2 separate regions of the Drosophila melanogaster genome follow, and region 1 is linked to region 2. The links are chromatin contacts, called in public Hi-C maps. All regions are on one chromosome and are shown on one strand. Each heading gives the region's core, a stretch centred on a gene start, on an enhancer-like site or on the middle of the called end of the contact. The rest is flanking DNA. Distances are from core to core; before and after follow the strand shown. Region 1 holds the start of COX7AL2 (Cytochrome c oxidase subunit 7A-like 2). Region 2 holds the start of robo3 (roundabout 3).

The links. Hi-C and Micro-C count contacts between places; a contact is called where the count stands out from the background.
Region 1: a Hi-C map of the Kc167 cell line shows a contact between it and region 2, with 2.7 times the contacts expected there. The contact joins the promoter of COX7AL2 here to the promoter of robo3 in region 2. A contact is called at or near these places in 1 of 107 Hi-C or Micro-C datasets (the Kc167 cell line) and 1 of 6 datasets of contacts at active chromatin or transcription factors (the Kc167 cell line).

Annotation. Positions count from the first base shown.
Region 1 is chr2L:2,196,517-2,201,164 of dm6, reverse strand. COX7AL2 (Cytochrome c oxidase subunit 7A-like 2) reads left to right here and starts at 3,253. Exons shown (of 3, transcript NM_001272983.1): 1 at 3,253-3,856.
Region 2 is chr2L:1,254,805-1,259,359 of dm6, reverse strand. robo3 (roundabout 3) reads right to left here and starts at 2,943. Exons shown (of 13, transcript NM_001382178.1): 1 at 2,415-2,943. The coding sequence starts at 2,469.

The DNA of each region.
Region 1 (4,648 bases), core at 2,004-4,503, 940 kb before region 2:
ATTTATTTTGTGAATAGATAAATATTATACCAGAGCGTAGACTGCCATAAGTACTGCCATACTGCCATAAAGAATGTGTACAAAGCTACAAAAAAAATGAATACATTTTCTGACTTGTAAATAAGATACAATTGAATAAAAACTTCAATGCTAATATAATGCTATTATGTTTTAAGCATGTTTTAGAATATCACTCAATCGGATGACCAATGCCGTTTTTCTTTCTGTGCAGCCGGGGGTGGGGCAGAAGGGGCAGATAAGTGCAGCTACGTGCACATAGAAGAAATTGCACGCCGTACGAACACGATGACGTTGGCGTAATTGCAGCCGCAATGCAGCAGGGAAAGGGGTCACAGTCGTGAGGAGGGAAGAGTAGCTTAAAGCATTGAGCTGACTTAGCAACAGTGAAGTTTCAGCCATAAAACATAGTTCCCAAACAAAACTGAGAATAAATACACTGAACACACAGTTTGGTGATAGGTAATCAAAAAGTAAACAATATTAGAATCAAATGAATAAAACGCTTCGAACTCACCAACCATAAATTTAACGTTTACTACCTTATGGGGTAGTATGGAATATCCTACAGCTACTACACGTTCCTGTACTCCATATCCATATCCAAATCTTCCCACCTTTTAGCGCTCTTTCTCTTTCTGCTGAGTTCAGAAGAACGAGCGAAGAGCGCGAGCGGAAAGATTGGAATGAGAGGGTGCAATGCACTGACCGCGAGTACATTGGCCCCACTCACACACCGACAATCAAGACGGGGTAGAGCACAACCTTATGCGGCCTATCGCTGTCTCGCTCGCAGCGTTGCGACGTTTTTTGCCGTTACGTGTTACGTCATCCTCTTGGGGAGCTCTGATCGCCTGTTCCATTAACATCGCATGACGCAAACTCCACCGAAAACGTACATTTTACAACCACACCGAGTACATGGAACCGCGAGTGGATCCCTCGACGTAGCTCCGTGGGGCCTCCCCGCATTCCGGGGGCAACTGCTCGACAGCGGCGGGCATAGAAAATCATTAGAAGTTACCCAAGAGCTACCAAGTTGTCATAGAAATAGCAAAAGTCTGGCCGACAACTTGGTAACGCAGCCGGCAACTGGGAAACTTGGAAACTGGCGCAACTGGCAACTGGGAAACTGGAACCGAGCTCGGGGGGTCTCGTGTTGAGCCGGGGATTGGGTTTCAGGTTTGTGGCTCCAGTGCGGGATTGGGATTGGTTTCTTCTGGCTGGAGCAGCGAACCGCTGCTAACATCGATTGGGTGGCCGTGCGGCTGTAAGAATTAACATAACAAATCCCACTCTTCCTGCTGAACACCCCGCATTTTCCATTTTCGCGTTATAATTTCAAATTTTTATAGCGCAGTTTCTTGGAGCCTGTTCGTTTATATTTTAAACACACAAACGTCGCGCTTCCCACAGAAGCGGTATAAAATGTCCGGCCACTTGGGTTTCCTAGCCGCTCTTCGGGTTCGGGGCACGCCTTCTAAAATTATAATTTATTATTATTATATCTCGTTTGCCTAATTACACCAGGAAAACAGAAGTGGCCCAGCCGTCCAGCACCGGCGGTGAAGAGTAGCCAAAGCTCGCGACGTGCATCCAAAACCGCAGCGCAGGCAACAGGCCACCATCCTCATCCAGACCATGGCCAGAAAGGCAGATAAAGCGAGTAGTACTCCAGACCCACTTCCATTACCACATCGATCGCTCACTGGGAGAAAAGGCGTGTGCTTTTCCCACGACTAGCGAGGTGATCCAGTGATTACGTTATCGTCAAGAGTATTTAAAATTAAATGTTATAGATTCATTATCCCAGAGATGTATACAAAAACTTGTTGTATTATGGTGGATGAGCTCTATAGTCATAACTCTTTTACATATTTCTTTCTCCCAGTGCCTTTCCACAAAAATCCGGGGCATTCGCTGTTTTCCGATTTCTGCGCTTTCGTTTTTGCCTTGTTGGGGCAAAAAATCGAAAAAGATGGCTACTAGCAGGGCGGGCTAACAGAAATCATAGCAGAGCGGACCAGAGACGGCCGCCCAAATGGGGAGCACCTCCTCAAAAGATGGGGAAGATGCCACAACTCTCACTCGCCGAAGAACGGAACGGAAATGGTTGGTGGCGGGGTGCTGTTAGATAGAGACGGCGGTACTATTTAAGGGGCTCCACTACGGAACGTAGCACAAGTCGAGACCTTCTCAAGGTCCCGTCCTCCAATCGGAGGCCTCCACATTTTTAGTCGCAGCGCACACACGCCGACATGGGGAAGTCTTGACTATCGTAGCAGGCGATCAGAAATCGCCACACAGGCGGCAGGTGGCAGGTGGGGCGGTGGTTTGCTCACTTCTGTGGGGCGTATGCGGGGAAATCCGATTGCCAGGCATTTCAATTGCGTACTCGTGTTTGTTTCGCCGTATCAGTCAAATAAGCTGCCGTCTCTTTCCGACGCCATCTGCCCTCTTACTCACACCTTCCGTTGTTTCGCCCGAGTGTGTTACGTCACGCTATACCGCCGTATCGTCGGCGGTTTCGCAAGGGGAACGCAGGGTCTTCGACTACGTGTGCTCAAGTTTTGGGGATTCGTAAAGCTCAAAATGGGAATATATGGGCACAATATACATATATAATAATAAACGATTAACTACTGGATTCGGTTATATGTTGGTTATTCAAAACCCAAAGGATGATCTGACTTAAAAGAAAGTCCTTTTTCTTACAATAAGTGTGCTACGTCCCCTAATTATATCCCAAAAATTTCGAAACAAACCCCAATTTGCGATTCTTTCCCCCTTGAGTCAAACACCCAAAACTCAAATCAATATTCTCCAGCTTACAGGCAAAGTTGACACAATCCACCTGGCCAACAGGTGCGACAGCACGACAATTGGTTTCCAAAAAGACGCCACCCCGAACTGTAAGGCCCATTTGGAGGTCTGGGTATTCCGCACGGCTCGCTGGGGGGCGTTGCCAAAAGGATACTTTCATTTCGTGCCCGGCGAGAGAGTGCAAACAATTTTTAGTGAAATTTTCGAATAGGCGAACAGCAAGCTCCCTTTTTTTGCGAGGGGTTTTTGGTTCCGATTCCGATTCTGCCGACGACACTTGATGATGATACTGCTCGCTCGTACACACACCCGTATTTGGTTTGTTGTGTGTGTTTGTGGTGTGTTACGTTTTTTATGCCGCCTCTTTTTTGTTTTTGTTCATGCGCACACGGAAAAGGTTCTAAATAATGACGGGAGCGCCAGCCAGAACAGCAACTACAACAACAACCAACAACCACAACGACCACTAAGAACGATAAAACAAACACAGAAACAAACAGGAGAAGCAACAACAACGCGAGCCAAGAGAACACACACACCAAGCACACCACTGCTAAATCTGAAAAGCAAAAACAAGGTGGGTGGTGCGCGAGAAAGAGCCGGTAAGGGGGCGGTGGGTCGGGGCTGCCTGTCTCGCTCGCACTCGCACGACATTGACTTTGAAACACATTTGACAGCCCCAGGCAGAAGAAGAAGAACAACAACTCGTGATCGTGATCACGACAAAACAAACCCGAAGCAGCAACACCGAGATAACCAACATGCAGACCAAAACTATAAACAACAGCAATTTGTTCAGTTCTCATCAGAAGTGATAAATTTGATTATAAAAAAAATATACTTAATTTAATCTAAATTCGAAATCTATTTAAAAATTACTGGCACTTAAAGTACTATTTGACTATATTACACAACATATGATTTGCAGAATAATATAATCAAAAAAGCTATGAGATAGCTATTTTCCCGCTCACTGCGCGCCATCTCCGATTGCCCAATCATGTGCTCCCGCCAGGTAATTAGCATTTCTGACTGCCTCTCTGTCGCACGCACAAGCAACATGACAACCCAATTCACCACGCCAGAGCGAGCGCAAAGGTAAACGAACTGTAACCCCCTTCCCCCTTTTCCGATGAACAACGCACACATGTGCTCACTCGTTTCCTTGTGTGCGTAGGCATATTTCAATGCCAAGGTGACGACCTCGCCGCAGTAGATCGCTCTCGCTCGCTCGCTGACTGCCCGACGGTCGTCTCGCTCGCTCTTACGGCGCATAGATCGACCTGCTGCACTTGCTGCTCTACTGTTACCGTTAAAACTTAAACTTAAAACAGTTCAAACATTTTTTACAACACAAAATTCGCCGCCAGAGGAGCGCGAACCTCGACGTATCCACCATTATCGCACTGAATGCCATTCAATCCACTCGCCAAACTCACTCGCACCTGCCACGCCCCGAAAAAGCGGCGGGCGGAGGATACGAGTACGACTACGAGTACGAGTGAGTGAATAGTGTGAATGCCGTATATTCGTAGCGGTTTTGTGAATTTTGTGACGGGCCAGCAGGAGCTCGCGCTGGTAGCTGGCGGACGTTGTGCGGGCACGAAAGGGATGAATATATGCCGCAATGTTTGCTCAGTGCTCGCGCTCCCACTGCTGCGTGCGCTGCGCGCCTGATAACTGTTTTAGTTAAAGAGCAATCCATTTTGTTTTGCCCCACGAAAAGGAGTAGCGCCAATGTTCTGTCCCCATCGCAATCGCACACGCCATATCGCCGTCTCAACTGGCATGCATCAAAGCCGCGCGC
Region 2 (4,555 bases), core at 1,694-4,193:
CTACTTCGCCGTGCGGATGGCCCTGTGTTTTTGCCCTTTGCTTTCGGTAGCCGCCAGGCACGAGGGCCAAATACAAGACAACCGATCCGAGTCCTTTCTCGAATCCCAGCCAAATAAATAAGCACACGCACATGAAGAGCCGAGCCGAGCCGAGCCAAGCACACAGGCAAAAACATACAGCAGAAATTAATTTTGCGTAGCCTACTTTCTTGGGCGAGAGACCAGGAGCAAAACAAGCGACCCAGCAATTTCCCGGGAAAATGATAATTGCCTGGTAACGCAGTCTACATAATGCATAATTTATAAATTAAGCAAACTTGGGCAAAGTTGGGAAACGAAAATTATGGCACACGACTGGGAGCCGTTTTGCGAAACTGGCATTCGAATTGGGCCAAAAGCTGTAACAGATATGGGAAAATATTGTATTTATATTTATAAATAAAGCTCGAATTAAAGGCACTTAGTGAATTGTAATCCATATTTGGGTACGCGAAAAAATCTGAAACTCCGACAGAATACAGAGGTACGATTAATTTACCCAAAAGAAGAATCTTTCGCTGAAAGTATTTAATTTTCTTTTATTGGATACACCGCACACGAGCAGAAGGCAGCCAACCCACTAAAATGCCAATATATTTTTTGTTCGAAATTTATTGCATACTTTCGAGAGTAGCGTGGGAGCGGGCGAGAGGATCTGCGCGAGCAGGACGGCGATACAAGGACACGCGTGTTGTCGGGATTTATTTATTTACTCCACCATATCCTTCATCCTGCATTGGCGGATTTTGTGCGCTGATAAAAATTTTGACATGCCAAACGAGGGGAGCAGCCGGGAAAAGAATTTCGGGGGGGGGGGGGGATAATGGAAAGCCCGAAGAGGATGTAACAACAAAATGACAGGATATTATTCAATTGAATTCGTTTACATGCATGAACTACATAATAAAAATGCCCTTAACCAAAAAAGGAGATCCAAGCGTAAAAAACGCAAATTGAACAGCGGCAACATGGCCGCACACACACATATGTACATATGTACATACATACATACTCGTATATGTGCTACCTCCGAAAAATATGAATAATCTTTTGTATCATTTGTGGCCGGGCAGAAATGCTTTTTTGTGGGCCCACATTTATATGTTTGCTTTTTGGGGCAAAGTGTGGGAAGCCCCTTGTTAAATGCGCATATTTTATGCAACAAAAACATGCCGCTTGAGCCATGCCCCTGAGTACTCACTTGTATTCAGAGCCACGACTCGAATTCATACTCATTTCGCTTAGTTAGCCAGCCCGAGGGGAATCCCCGGCTTGTTTCTCGTTTCTTGGCAGAACATTTTCCACTAATTTGTTGGGCTGAAAGCAGCGGAAATTGTTTTGCGTCTGGCACAAAAGTTTTGCTCATACGAATTCCCATTTGATGGCTACAACTTATTGGTGAGATAAGCAAGAGTTATAAATTATAGTTGGCAAAAGTTTTCGGGAGGAAGTAATCAATGCATTACGCATAAGCATGTTTGAGCGGATGGAACGATTCGGGAAATGCCTTAAGTTATCTGCCAGTTTAGGCCAATAAATGCAAATCAGGAAATATGCTAATCTGGCAACTAAAGTTTGGTAGCGATTAGGCAGGATGAGCAAGGGAATTAATTCAGAGTGTAGATTTAATGGAAATTGTGTTGCCACAATAACTCTACTACTTGGAATATTATGTGTGAAATGTTACCAAGCTTAGTTATTCAACATTTGATTTATCAATAATAACCGAATTATATTTCAGTCTATTCTTAGCTCATTTTGATTCAAAGTTTTAAGTCTTAGTAAATTGCTTTGGTGGCTTCTTCAGCTATCAGCACGGACTTTATCCATTTACTAATGCCGAGTATTTATGTATCTTTCTGGGACAAGTCTGTCTCCGGAATGCAGATTCCCAGTCAAGTCTACGTATCAATAAACCAGCATTCAGGTGAATCCAAGCCTGACAACCAACATTCTGGCAAGCCTTTGGACGAGCCATTCAACACCTGTCGGCAATCATCATAAATATGCCCGGCTCCCAAAACATCTCGGCCAAGTGAGTCGGATGAGTTAAATGCAACTCATTACGGGATCGCAGAGCTATACAAATGTCGTGCATTCACGAGCTGGCACTTCTGTCTCTGTTGAGCAATTTTCTATGGCATATTTGCAATTGCAGGCCGGCTGAATTGCACTTGAATTGCACCCGTCTCCGCCTTTCATCCACATCCATATCCACCCACTCGGAGCCCAGAACCCAGAGCTTGTGGCAGCTGCACAAACAGAGAATGCCAGGCAAACGCAGGAGAGGATAGGATGGATTGATGGACGGAAGGAAGGAAGTCCATGACCAGGATAGGTTTTTGCACCAGTTGTGTATTTTTATTCGAGCTTACCTTGTGCATGGGTCCACTTGAGCAGGAAAACGATGAATACGAAACGTAAATCCATTTTACAATTTTTTACAGTATTTCGCCTTAAGATAAACTGGCTAAAAAAGCTGAGCACGAGCACTTATTTGCCCAGCCCAACTCCTGGCACACACACACACAAATACACACCGGCACACAGACACAGGGGAGCGACTCCCGCAGGGATATAAAGATATATATATCTATTCGAGTTGCTTGATTTTTACTCGACTTCCATTCGCACACTATTCGCTACACTTCCCCTGCAGTTTAGCAGTTTACAATGTATTTTGCGGCCGCAGTACTTCCGCTTCCTTTTTGGCCAGGCCAAATTTGGCCAAAGTCTGGCCCTCGCATGTCCGTTGTGTCAATTAGCTGATTTCCGAGCAATTTCGCACTTCGTTTGTTTATGTTTGCTGCCAATCCAGTCGCCCACGAAGCTGGCCCAAACAACTGGGCACCAAAAAAGCTCGACACGCGCTCACTTTCAGCTCGATAACCGTTGGCGGCAGTAACCAAAACTCAACTGAACGGCGTCCCACGGCCAACTCGATATGGGGTTCCTTCAGATCCGGAGACCGGGAACAGTCCACAGCAATGTTCGCTGGGTGGTGAGTTCCGGCCTTCGGAGCAGCTCGGCCAGTTCGGAACTCGGGGAACTGGGGAAGTCGGAAGAGCAACATTTCGGAGTAAATTCCTGCAGGCAAATCAGCTGTTTCAGCGGGGAAAGCTCGGGAAAACGAAAAGTAATCGAATTCCGTATGATAAGGAGGTATCATCATATAAGAGGCTTTCTGTAATGTTTGTAATGCTATGTGTTTCCGTAAAGTACAATCATACTAGTAAATTTTATAACAAAATGGCAGCCTTCTAATGGTAGTTTGGTGTTTATCTTATATCAATAGGGTTTTTAAAATTTCCAAAAACAAATAAATAATATTGAAATGGCTTCTCAACATTGTAGTTTCTGGTCTCAGTCAGGTTTGTTTATCATCACAGTTGCGAGCATAAACATTTGTTGCTGAATCCTGCCGGCAAAAGTGGTGAGTCTGCGCACTGGCCGAATAAACAACATTTTCGGAGTTTCAACCGGAATTCCTTCGCTCTCTGAATGCTTACAACATTGTGAGAGAATGGTAAAATATATTCACTGAATGAGAACCAGAAAAGCAGCGAGTAAGTTTGAATATTTCGAAATAGCCGTTAAATGCCGATGCAGATAAGATATATTCCAGTTGCACAGTAATGACACTCCTAATAGATGCTGATTACAGATATCAATGTCATGATTGAAACCTATTGTTTTGCTAATATCAAAATAATTAATCATTTCAAGTATTACTTTAATTTGATAGCTTTCATATCCTTCTACATATTCATCAATCCCCTGACTTTATTCACATGACTTCGAGTTCTTTGTTTTCCCCCGGGGCATTAGGCACTTCAACTTGCTGCTAACCCGCATTTGAGGGCAATCTGCTGAATCGAACCAAACATCAGTGGCATAGTTAATTAGGATCTCGGGAGCCGACATCGTCTTTCACCTGCTGATTCCTGTCGTTTGCAGGCACCGCAATCAAAATTAGCTCAGTGGCTTGCGGTGGTGATGCATTTGGGTCCCCGCGCCCTAGGAGTCCCCACCACATCATTCCTTTCGCCCCCATTCTAGATCGCATAAACAACAATTAAAACGCTACAAATTGCACACACAAACATCCTTCAAAGGATGTGACCCATTCCCCGCTACCCGGCTTTTCAGTCCGGTAAGTATTCTCTTTTTGCCGTTCCCCGCTGTTTTTCTCTTTCTTCAATTATTTCCGATTATTACCAGGAGGAACTCAATGGAAAAGCAGGGGGAGGGAGGGCGAGGGATGGATGGCTGAGGTCGAGGTGGATGCTTCAAAATCCATGTTAATTGCTATTTTGCTCCCATTGGCTTTAAAAATCCTTGCAAGAAAACTAACAACCTGGGGGTCAGATTTTCCTGATTTGCCATTCATTCTACGGCCAGGACAATAACAACTCCGAGGGAATATCCTTGCTGCTCCCCTAGTACACTTTCCTCTGCTTTTACTCGTGGGAAAAGGGAGAACCGGAGAACAGACAGAATGGAAAGATGCGGGGGG